Regions from separate parts of the Oryctolagus cuniculus genome. Here region 1 is linked to region 2. A link is a contact called in public Hi-C data. All regions are on one chromosome and are shown on one strand. The core of a region is the stretch at or near the end of the contact, and the rest is flanking DNA. Distances in the headings are between cores, read along the strand shown. Region 1 has its middle 68 kb from the start of ABCA1. Region 2 overlaps ABCA1 (ATP binding cassette subfamily A member 1).

What was found. A called contact is a pair of places that touch in the nucleus more often than the background predicts.
Region 1: a Hi-C map of skin fibroblasts shows a contact between it and region 2, with 2.3 times the contacts expected there. The contact joins two enhancer-like sites. A contact is called at or near these places in 4 of 6 Hi-C or Micro-C datasets (ear pinna, psoas muscle, skin fibroblasts and 1 more).

What each region holds. Positions count from the first base shown.
Region 1 is chr1:208,831,374-208,837,047 of mOryCun1.1, reverse strand. No RefSeq gene overlaps it. Among named protein-coding and RNA genes, the nearest start is that of ABCA1, 68 kb to the right of the region's middle. Within about 2 kb of position 1,752, at least 5 of the 8 cell types and tissues checked have an H3K27ac peak or open chromatin away from gene starts, as enhancers often do. A contact at or near this core is called in ear pinna, where this site is marked.
Region 2 is chr1:208,704,282-208,709,932 of mOryCun1.1, reverse strand. All of the region lies in intron 4 of ABCA1 (ATP binding cassette subfamily A member 1), which reads left to right. Among named protein-coding and RNA genes, the nearest start is that of ABCA1, 59 kb to the left of the region's middle. Within about 2 kb of position 3,187, at least 2 of the 8 cell types and tissues checked have an H3K27ac peak or open chromatin away from gene starts, as enhancers often do. A contact at or near this core is called in ear pinna, where this site is marked.

The sequences.
Region 1 (5,674 bases), core at 503-3,002, 130 kb before region 2:
AAGAGGAGCAGCCAGGTTGGCGCCCCAACCGGGACTAGAACCCGGGGTGCTGGTGCCGCAGGCGGAGGATTAGCCAAGTGAGCTGCAATGCCGGCCTACCCTCCTCTTACCTGTTATTTCCTGTTCCATTTTTCTGTGCTAATGGTGCTAGCTACTTTTAGTGATGAAACTTTGGAAATAACCAATCCTCCAATTTCAAGGATATTGGCATATAATGGTATATATACCATACAAATCATGTATACTTAAAAAGGTAGAAAATGAAATTAAAATTATGAGTTTATTTTGGTGCAAAAAATTTTGGATTGTAAAAAATTTTTTTCAGAATATGTGGAAAATATATGTTATGACAAAACTATACATAGATTTTTTGCACCAAAGTATATTCAATACTCTAATTTCATTTTTTTCATGAAAATTTCAAGATATGCATATATACATAATATACCTATTTAACAGTGTATGAAGTACTATATGGTTATACACATAGTTGCATATTCATATGTAAGGGTACTTCAGAAATTTCATGGAAATAGAATTAAAAGATTATTTTGGTGCTAAAAATAGTCTTTATTTGCATAGTCTTTTTAATCACATGTATTTCTATGAACTTGAAAAACAAAAGCTTATTTATTTCAGAGGCAGAGGAACAGAGAGCTCCGAACTACTCCCAACAGCTGGGGCTGGGCTAGGCAAAGCTGGGAGTCAGGAAACCAAACTACATCTCCCATGTGTGTGACAGGAAGTTCTTGAGCCATCACGTGCTGCCTCCTGGAGTCTGAATTAGCCAGAACGCGGAGTCAGGAGCCAGAACCAAGAGTCAGACCCAGACACTATGGCTTGGAACATGGACATCTTAGTCAGTGTCTTACCTGCTAGGCTAAACTCCCGCCCCTCCATGAGCTTTTGTGAAGACTCTGCGTGTATAATCACATGGCCATATTCTAATTCTTAGGCAGTATATAAACTGGAAAATCTATGGTGTGTGTTCTCCCCCAAACAGAGGTTGGCCATTCTGCTTCTGGGCCTATGATCAAGCCATCAGAACAAATCCCTCTCTTTCTTTTTCTTTTAGGTGATTGGAACCTAACGTTCAATTTCCATTGCTTCTTTGCTTACTAGTCATATAACAGGCAGTTTCCAAGTTACTGAAACTCTGAGCTGTAGTTTTCCTATCTGTAAGTTGGGAACAATAAGAAGTTACTGGTGTTACTTTGGGAATTAAAAAACAAACAAACAATGCACATAGCATCTCAAGCACAGTGCCTATTCACTGTGAGGGGTCATCTGCAAGTTCTCCTACCAACTCCTATTTATCACTTCTTTGTGAAGTCTTCCTCCGGTCCCCAGGCAGAGCCAGATGCTCTATCTTCCTTGTTCCTGTAACTTTTTCTTTTTTTTTCTAAAAGACCCATCTCTCGTGAAAACTCTAGATCCTCTAATTAGACAAAAACATTTCCCTCTGGCGGGGACTCAGTGCTGTGACCACATTCTGCCTTGAATCACTGTTACTTGTGAGCATTATTTTTCCTTCTTAATGCGCCCTTTTACCACTCAACGCAGCCCCTGGTCACAGGATTGCTGGAACTGCCTCTGATTCATCTTGGAAGCCCCAGCAGTGTCTGCTCGTGGATTCTGTCATTTGTTTAAGATACAATTCTTGAGCAAGGAGGCAAGGAGATGACTCATATATACAGTACAGTTTTGGCCCTTTTTTCTGTGTAGGCCTGCTCAGCAAACCACTTCCCCATTGCACAATGGGGAGGGTGGGGCTGCTCTCAGTGTGAAAATCAGCCGGGGTTACTAGAAGTCATTCACCTACCTCTGGATTAAAGACGGTTAAAAAACATCAAATCATGACACGGCTTCAAACCTGGGCCTCTCTTTGTCACTGGAAATGTCAGGACAAAAATCTAAATCATTTTGTATGTACAAAATGTAATACAAACTCTGAGCAGGACAAGGATTAGGAGAGCTGATGAAGAAGTAAAAATGGAATATGGTGACTGGATTGTAATTCCCATGGGCAGAGTTTTAAAGAAGTTGTCTCAGCTGAGCAGCAAGGAAATTGCACAAATCATGGCTATTTAAGATTAATTCCAAAGGTTGTATTTTATATTTTGGTATGGTTTATGTGACAGATGAATTGGGACTTTTTTAACCACCCAAGTGTTTACTGAGCTCCTGCCATGTGCCAGTGCTATGCAGTAAATGGCTGATAGAGAGATAAACAAACAGCTTTTCCTTGCCCTCATTTTTTTTTTTCCTTGCTATGAAACAATCCATGTTGACTGCATTTGTCCTGGTCACCAAATATGCAGATTGCTATAAGGAATGTCTAGAATGTTTATAAAGCAGTTCAGATGTTTTGGTAGGTCCCATATAAGAGCTCTATGTGCTTGTTTTTCAGGACAATATTAATGTGCTAAACATCAACCATGAAATTGCATTTTTGAGGCCATCCTGCTTTGGGCTTTAAAATTTCTTAATAGTCAATCCCTCTGAATTTCATTTGATTATCAGTTTTAAAAATTAAAACTTGTTTGCACCATTTAACAAAGAAATAGCGTTTTCATTACTTCTGGGATACAAACATGCTACTGTGAGTGGTGTTTCATTGGGTTGTTTTTCTTTAACATCCATTCCTCAATCTCATAGAACGTTAGAACTAGGTGGAAAATTTAGTATCATCTAACCCAATGCTAGTCAAACATTTCCAGTCATTTCACAGCCTTTGAAAATGTGTCTTTTCTGTGGTCAGTAGGTTTGGAAGACTTTTGCCTACTAAACAAATTATGTTTAATGATTAATAACTAATATTCTATTTTCTTATAGACATAACTACCAATTGGAGCTTCCAGTTAGCATGAGCTAGCTAATTGGAATTAGAGGTGGAGAGTGTGGCTATTGATTCTGGAGTCGTATTACCTAGCTTTGAGTCTTCTCTACACCACTAACTAGCTGTGCAACCTTGAAAAAATTCCTTAAGTCTCTGTGCTTCACTTTCCATATATGTAGATCAGTGATGACAGTAGTACATAGTATAATGAGGCTTCCTGCATTATCAAAGCCCAAAGAAAAGGCAGCTTTTATTATCCTGTCATACATGACATAAGGTAAATATATATTCCCACTAGGGTTTCTGAAAGCACTAGAAATATTTTGGTTTCTGAGTACTCATTACTACCTCTCAAGACCTCAGTGATAGTCCAGGACCCCAGGTTGTGAATCCCTATTTCAGAATAAATATCTCTGTTAAAGATGAAGAACTTGGGGCCAGTGCCGTGGCATAGCTGGTGAAGTGCCATCCCATCTGGGTACCAGCTGCTCCACTTCCAGTCCATCTCCCTGCCAATGTCCTGGAAAAGCCACGGAGGATGGCCCAAGTGCTTGGGTGCCTGCACCTACTGGGAGACCCAGAAGATGCTCCTGGCCCCTGGCTTTGGATTGGCCCAGCTCCAACTGTTGCAGCCATTTGGGGAGTGGAACAGTGGATGAAAGATCTCTCTCTCTCTCTCTCTCTCTCTCTCTCTCTCTTCTGTAATTCTGCCTTTCAAATAAATCTTTGAAGAAAAAAAAAAAAAAGATGAGCAACTTGGGAACCAGCACTTAGTCTAGTGGTTGACATGCTGATATCCTGTATTGGAGCACCTGGGTTCTATTCTTGGCTCTGGCTTCTGACTCCAGCTTCCTGCCAATTCCAGACCCTAGGAGGCAGCTGTGATGTCTCATCTAACTGTGTTCTTGTCACTTACGTGGGAAGCCTGAATTGAGTTCTGGCTCCTAGCTTCAGCCCTAGCCCAGCCCAGTCATTCCAGGTATTTGGAGATGGGATTACTCTCCGTATATCTATCTTTTCTCTTATCTTTTCTCTTCTGTTTCTCTCAAACAGATTTTTTTTTTTTTTTTTTTTTTGAGAATGACAAGGAACTTTTCAGAGAAGTGAGCTGCCTGGGGACACACAGGTACTCAAGGCCAAGCACTAGCACCAGAACCTGGAACTTCCGGATTGTAGGACGGTGCACTTACCTACCGGGCTAATTGGAAGGCTGACCAGAAAGGTCACAAAGCATCTGTATCTGGGGGGTATGAAATAAACGTAGAGTGGAGATGTTAGAAGCACGAACTCATTGTCATGGCTCTTGTGCATGCTGAAAGCAATCAAATCCTGAAATTCTTTTTCATTTGGAACGCTAGGAAACTCCTGACACCTATAATAAATATATCCCAGATGTCAATTGTCCAAATTGTTCAAGGTGACCATGGCATAGAACATCCTCCGGAAAGTGCAGTAAAGTATAACAGAGAGGGGCCAGCATTGTGACACTGTGGGAAAAGCTGCCACCTGCAATGTTGGCATCGCATATGGGTGCTGGCTGCTCCATTTCTGAACCAACTTCCTGCCTGTGGCCTGGGAAAGCAGAGGAAGATGGCCTTTGTTTGTGACACTGCCACCTACATGGGAGACCTGGATGACTTTCTTGGCTTCAGCCTGGCTAAACCCTGGCCGTTGCAGCCATCTGGGGAGTCAACCAGTCTCTTTTTCTGTATCTACCACTCTCTCTCTCTTTCTAACTCTTTCAAATAAACAAATAGATAAATTAAAAAAAAAAGGCAGAGAAATGTAAATAGCCCTATAAGACCATAAATAAATTTATAAATATTAATCTACAGTAATTTTGAAGAGTTTTAAAATAAATTATGCCACACAATAAACTATATACTGATTATGACATCATTATTGAAATAAAACAATGAGTTCACCTGAATGTGCAGAAATTCAATGATGATGATGATGGTGATGATGGTGATGATGGGTGCTGATGACTACACTACGCTGCCCACTAAAGCACTGACGGATGGAGGTGGTGCTGAGAAGTGGCCACAGTGCAGGATGACGTCAGCAAGGCCCTGTTCACAGCTCCCGCCCTGACTGGGGACTCTGGCCTCAGCTACACTCATAGCGTGTAAAGTGACTTCCTCAGACCCTTCTGAACAGTTTCCCAGTCCTGTCTCAAACAATTCCCAATTATTCCCTGTCGGGAACCTCCTGAGGAATGAAAATTTGAGAACAATAAGCCCGCAAATGCCAACAATGATGGTGTTCAGTGTTGGCCAGAACTCATTAATACTCATATTGCAAATTGATGCAACTGTAGGAAGGACAATTTACTATCACATTAAATTACAAAACTTAAGTCATTCCACCTCTGGAAACCCTTTCCAATTTTTTTTTAAAGATTTATTTATTTATTGGAAAGGGAGAAAGAGAGAAAGAGAGATTGATCTTCTATCTGCTGGTTCACTCCCCAAATGGCTGCAATAGCCAGGGCTGAGCCAGGAGCCTGGAACTCCATCTGGGTCTCCCACATGGGTGCAGTGGCTGAAGTATTTTGGCCATCTTTCGCTGCTTTCCCAGGGGGCATTAACAGGGAGCTGGTTAGGAAGTGGAGCAGCCAGGACCCATTGTACCACCAGTCCTATTTAGAAACCCCTTTTAAGAGAACAATTTGAGAAACATGGACCAAGAGACGTTCACTGCTGTCTAGCAGAATTGTACAATAACAAAACAAGACTCTTAAAGGCCATCAATAGGAATCTGATTTAAAATTATTGGATACAGGGTCTGGTGCTGTGCCACAGCGGGTTAAAGCCATGGCCTGCAGCACTGGCA
Region 2 (5,651 bases), core at 1,938-4,437:
GGCTTCTTTCCTGGCTGAACCCCGTCATCCCATTTCAGCAGCCAGTGCAGCCAAGGGTACCGTCCCAGACTCCTCTGTCCATGTGCCCCCACTCCCTGCTGCATGTCATCTTGTTGGAAGGTCTGATGACAGATGTGTCAACATTATGTCATGGAATGGAAATTCCTTGAAATCTTTGGGTGGTTGCAGTTTATGGTGCACTGGTGAAAGGCTTTGAGTTTAGGTCTTAGACTTTCACATTTTGAAATCTTTCCATCTACCACGAGGAAGTTTTCCCAGACCTGACAAAGCTGGGCTGTGTCCCAGAGCCCAGGCCATTGGTTTCCATCCAGAGCGGGAGCTGGACCCATCTGGGCCATACTCAGGGGAGGTGCAGTGCCACACTGCAGTGTTGAAATATGGCTTGAACTAAATCAAATCAAAGGTCAGCTTTACCCAGACAAGAATAGAAAACACAATTGGCATTCAATTACAGAACAGTGTGTACCCCACAAACACCAGACTGCCTTTAGAAAGTTTTGAATTGTTAACATCAGAAAATGTTGCATGTCTCCTGCTTTCCCAGTGTAAGATTTGTTTACCTGGTAGGCTTTAAAGAGCAGCTTGGGAGTCTTATTTTTTTCTCATTGAAGGCTTTCCATCCTGGCCCTCCTATCACTGTTGCATTGAGGCACAAAAAGGCAATCTCAAGAGTGACACTTTATCCAACTGAATGTAGGTAGTGATTCCATTTTACACTGTTAATATTTTATTACTTTCAGGGCTTAAAATAGCATGAGTAGGTTGGTATCCATATTCCCATTTTATTGACACTGAGGCTCAAAAGGGTTATATCCATTTCCCAAGGTTGCAGGCTAAAGTTGTGAATTGAATCCAGGTCTGTCTGACTTCAAGGCTGGGTATCTTTGCACCATCCCTTGCTGCCACGTTGCCTTAGCCTCAGAAGCTTGGGCAGTACCACCAGCTTTGTATGCCCACATGGTGATGGAGCATTTTTCAAGAGTAAAATGATTCCTTTAATTGCTGGATAGAGTAGAAAGAACCATAGATTTGTGGTCATAGCTGTTTGGGTTCAAATTTACCACTTGCTTGTTTTGTGACCTTCAGCAAGATACTGACTTCTTAAGTCTGTTTCCTCATTTCAGATATGGGAATAATAACCCCTTTCTCATGAGAGCTAGTTTTAGAGAGTCTGGGAGATAGTATATGTAGAGTCTTAGCAAATACGAGCCACCTTTTTCTGACCACAGAGCACTACCATGGCCTTGATACATTCTATTAATTATAAATGTTGCAAAAAGTTACTTATCCATTATATAAATGAATGATTATACTTAGACCAGCCCTAGAATGAATTCCATCCCAGGCCCTAACTTGTAACATCTTTTCCTTCCTTTGTTCTATTGACTTCTCTGAGGCCTACAAGCTGGTGCTAGTCCCTTGTCATGTGGTGTTTGGAGCATTTGATCCTATTTTTAGTCAGAAACCAGCTCATCAGTGAGAACCCAGTGCCTTAAATTCTATTTTCCTTCTTTTCAACTCTTTTTCCTTTTTCTTTAAAAGATTCATTTATTTATTTGAACATCAAAGTTACAGTGAGAGAGGGGGAGACAGAGAGAAAGGTATCGTGCAGCCATCAGTTCATTCCCCAGATGGCCACAGCAGCCAGGACTGGGCCAGGCTCAAGCCAGGAGGCTGGAACTTCTTCCATGTCTCCCACATGGGTGGCAGGGTCCCAAGGACTTGGACCACTGTTTTTCCCAGGCCATTAACAGGGAGCTAGATCAGAAGCAAAGAAGCAAAACAGCCGGGACGTGAGCCAGTGCCTATATGCGATGCCAGTGTCACAGGTGGCGGCTGTACCTGCTATGCCACAACGCCGGCCTCACTGTTTTTTTTCCTTTTGCCTCTTATGTTTGATCCAATCTTTCCTGTTGGTAGACTGTGTTTCTTCATAATTAAAAAAAAAATATTTGAGAAAAGTTGAGAGAGAGAGAAAGATTTATCCACTCTTTAGTCCCTAGATGTTCACAATGGCCAGGATTGGGTCAGGCTGAAGCTGGGACTCAGTCCAGGTTTCCCGCATGAATGGCAAGAACCCAAGTACTTGAGCCATGACCTGCTGCCTCCCAGTGTTACCCACCCCAGGTTCTTTGGCTCACTCCCAAATAGAAATCGACAAGCGGCAAACATGCAACCAGACCCAGGGTTTATTGAGGGCTTGTGCTTAAAACAAGCGAGGTAGCATGGGGGGAAGAGTTTCCACTGAGTTTCCAGCTGAATGGGAGCTGAACCGGTACTTTTCGAGGATTAGGTAGGTGTGGCAGTGTCTTCTCAGCACATAATGCTTTTTAATATCTGCACCTGGCCTGGAGTTCTATCCCGTCAGCCTCTGCACATGACACTTCAGTTTGCAGCTGGCTTGGTGTTGTTCTACATAGGCACTGTTAGTTTACACAGGAACCACCCCAAATGGCAGTGTCGCTTATATCACCACCCCAGGAAGGTCATATATTGGTTTCATTGGGCTATTCTGGGCACGCATGCAAGTTGGGAAGTCTCTAACAGGGTATTACGGTGTCTTTGGGCTTTGGCTTCCTGCTTCTGATTGGTTTGGAGCAGCCGATGGATACACAGGGGCTTGATTTAGTAAGTGCCCTGCCTGCCTGTCTTCTCCTGAGCCCTGACCAACAAGGTCTGCCCAGAGAGGGCTCTGCCATCTCCGCCAAGCAGGCAGCAGCTGTTCTTGACAAAGGTAGAGCCCAGGTAGAGCCCCCGGCATCCAGAAAACAAATGCAAACAGCCCAAGAGATAGCCTGGAAGACCCCGGAGCGTGTTTGGTTCCAGCCCTTTCATAGCAGACAAGCGTTTCAAGATTGTGTTTACAGGACCCGACAAGCTTAGGCTGAGTAAAGCCAAGAGGAACTGATTTAGAATTTGGCCCGCCAGCCCTGCCCCACCCCCACCGCAGGCCTGCGACCCACACCCTGGGGTCCCTTTAAGAGTTGTATGTTGAAGGGATGCTTTGTCTGCATCTCCTTTCTTCCTTTACCTCCTCCAGCAGCTGAGTGCTGTGGTTCCTTTTTGCGTGGAGCCAAAGACACAACGGAGATCTTGAAACCCGAGCTGGAACTAGAGGGCACTGACCGAGAGTAACCCCAGCTGCTCAGCGGAGGGCTTCCCCCCTCCGCTTCCTGCACAGCCCTTCCCTCCTCCCTCCTCCCTCCTCCCCGCAGCTCTCCCTCCTCCCTCCTCTCTCCTCCTCAGTCTTCTGTTCCCAAGGTGGAGCCAGGCCTGGCTCAGGCTGGAGAGGAGCGAAGGGGAGCCCTAAGGGCCAGGAAAGCATGCCCAGGGCCTGGTGACCGGGAGGCCTGGCCAGCCCACAGACATGCATGGTCTTGTTCTTTTATCTTCACATGTTTTCCCCTCTCTTCTTTCCTTTGTCCTGCCCTGCACCCGTAGTGTGGCCTTGGGAAGTTGGTGGGCTGCTGTTTGCTCCTCCAGGGAGGCTGAGCTGAGTAGATCAAGCATTTTGTTCCGTATTGAACAGATTGTAGCAGGAAAGCGCTCTTGCCTTTTGCTGGGTAGTGGCCTTCAGCTTTCCCCGCCCCACTGTGGTTTAGTGAGTAACCCACCCCCCTGATGTCTGTCTGCTGTGACGAGGGCCACACCTTCCCAGTTACCCATGTGAATACTGGAAGTTAGCACGTTCGTGTTCTTGAGCTTCGGCTTTTCTAACAACCTGAGAGTGTCATTTGCCTTATTTCCTATCTGTGGAGACTGAGGCCCAGAGAGATCAAGGGGGAAAGTGAGGGTCATGGTCACACAGCCAAGGAAACGGCAGGGCCAGGACTTGAATTCAGATCTTGTGATGCTGCATTCGGGGCTGATTTCATTTGACCCGGTGTTCTTTTCAACCGTGGATAAGAAGACCTCAGAGGTCATCTTCCCCAAGCTACAGTTTACAGATAAAAATATCCAGATCCATGTTTACTCATTTGGCCAAAGCCAAATGACTTAGTGATCGTCCTTTCTGCTGTTTCTAGTTTTGCCTGGAATGACTATTCTTTCTTCTGGTCATCTTCCACTTATCTCCTTCCTTGTAGTGACTGGCAGGTGTGGTCATCTGCACTGATTCTCTGTAAAATGCTGCATTGATTTATTCTTTTATAAAGCTCTGAACAGACAGATCAGTCATCCTCAACTTTTCCTTTACCTTATAGACAGTATTAGCAAAAAGTAATTCTGTTTGACTCAGGAACTCAGCCTGGCAAATGTATAATACACACGTACTCACATACCTTACTTACATCACAAATTCAACACCTGAACTTAGTTGGCAAAGTCATATTGTGTTCTTATCATAAATCCTAGCCTTGAAGATATTTCTTTTTAATTTTTTCCATTTTATGATTGACACATAATTATACATATTTATTGGGCACAATGTGATGATTTGATTCATGTAAACATTGTGTAATGATCAAATTAGAGTAATTAACATAGACATTGCCTCAAAACATCATTTCTTTGTGATGAGATCATTAAAAATCCTCTCTTCCACTTATTGTGAAATGTACAATATATTAGTAACTACAGTCACCCTACAGTGCAATAGAACTCCAGCGCTTTTGCCTCCTGTTTAACTGTAGCTTTCAAAGAATCTCTTTTTCTGGGAGAAAGATGTGCACACAGACAGTTGCTGGTTGATCTACGTGGTGCTCAAGGAAAACATAGAATGTTACCAGGAGGCAGAAGAGGGCCACTGAACCCAGCCTGGGAGTAGGAAGGTCAGGGCCGGTTTCCTGCAGGAGGTGACTCTTGGTGAGAGAAGGGCCCTTTCAGCTATCTGACATTTTTCGTATTCTTAGCTTCTCTGCCTATTTTCCTGCCAGCAGCATATTGGGTACAAAGCCATCCTGCTGTGTCCCCACACTTCTCTTCATTTCCCTTCCTACTCCTCACATCGTAGGTGTTGAAGAATTTCCTCTCTATTCATCTGTTCATTTATTCCTTCGTTCACCAGCTTTTGTTGAGCACCTGCTCTGTGCCTGGCACTGTGACTGCAGGGTGTCTTGGTTCCTGCCATGAGGAGCGTTCTGACTGTGTCCTCTTGGCGCCAGCCGAGTTCTCTCCTTGAAGCACTTGCAGTACTTGGGCAAATGCTTCCATGAACTGTCTTCCTCTGGCTTGCGGATGCCTCCTGCTGCTTTTGTTAGTTGGTTTCCCTCTTCCCCTCCCTTATCAACACAAAGTTCCTGGAAGGAAGGGTTTCTGTCCTTATCTTCTCTGTACACTGCATTGGTGTGAAGTGGTAAAGTTGAGTGAAGAAAACCTTTTCCATAATAACAAAATTATTAATTGGGTGCCTTTCTTGAGCTGCTTGCTCACTGTTCATGCTTTATCCACGAATATCTCTAGTCCTGTATCTGTGAAAGGTGGATACTGTTGTCTTCCTTCATAGGCAAGGAAATGTGGGATCAGGAAGGCAAAATGACTTTCCCGCAACCACACAGCTAATTCACAGCAGAGTGCAGCATCAGGTTTAGGTTTTTCTGGTCCCAGTCTCTGATTTCACCTCCACACCATTGTTTCTTCAAACTTGGCTAGAATCACTTGGAAAGCTTTTTAAAAATTCTTATGCGTGGGTC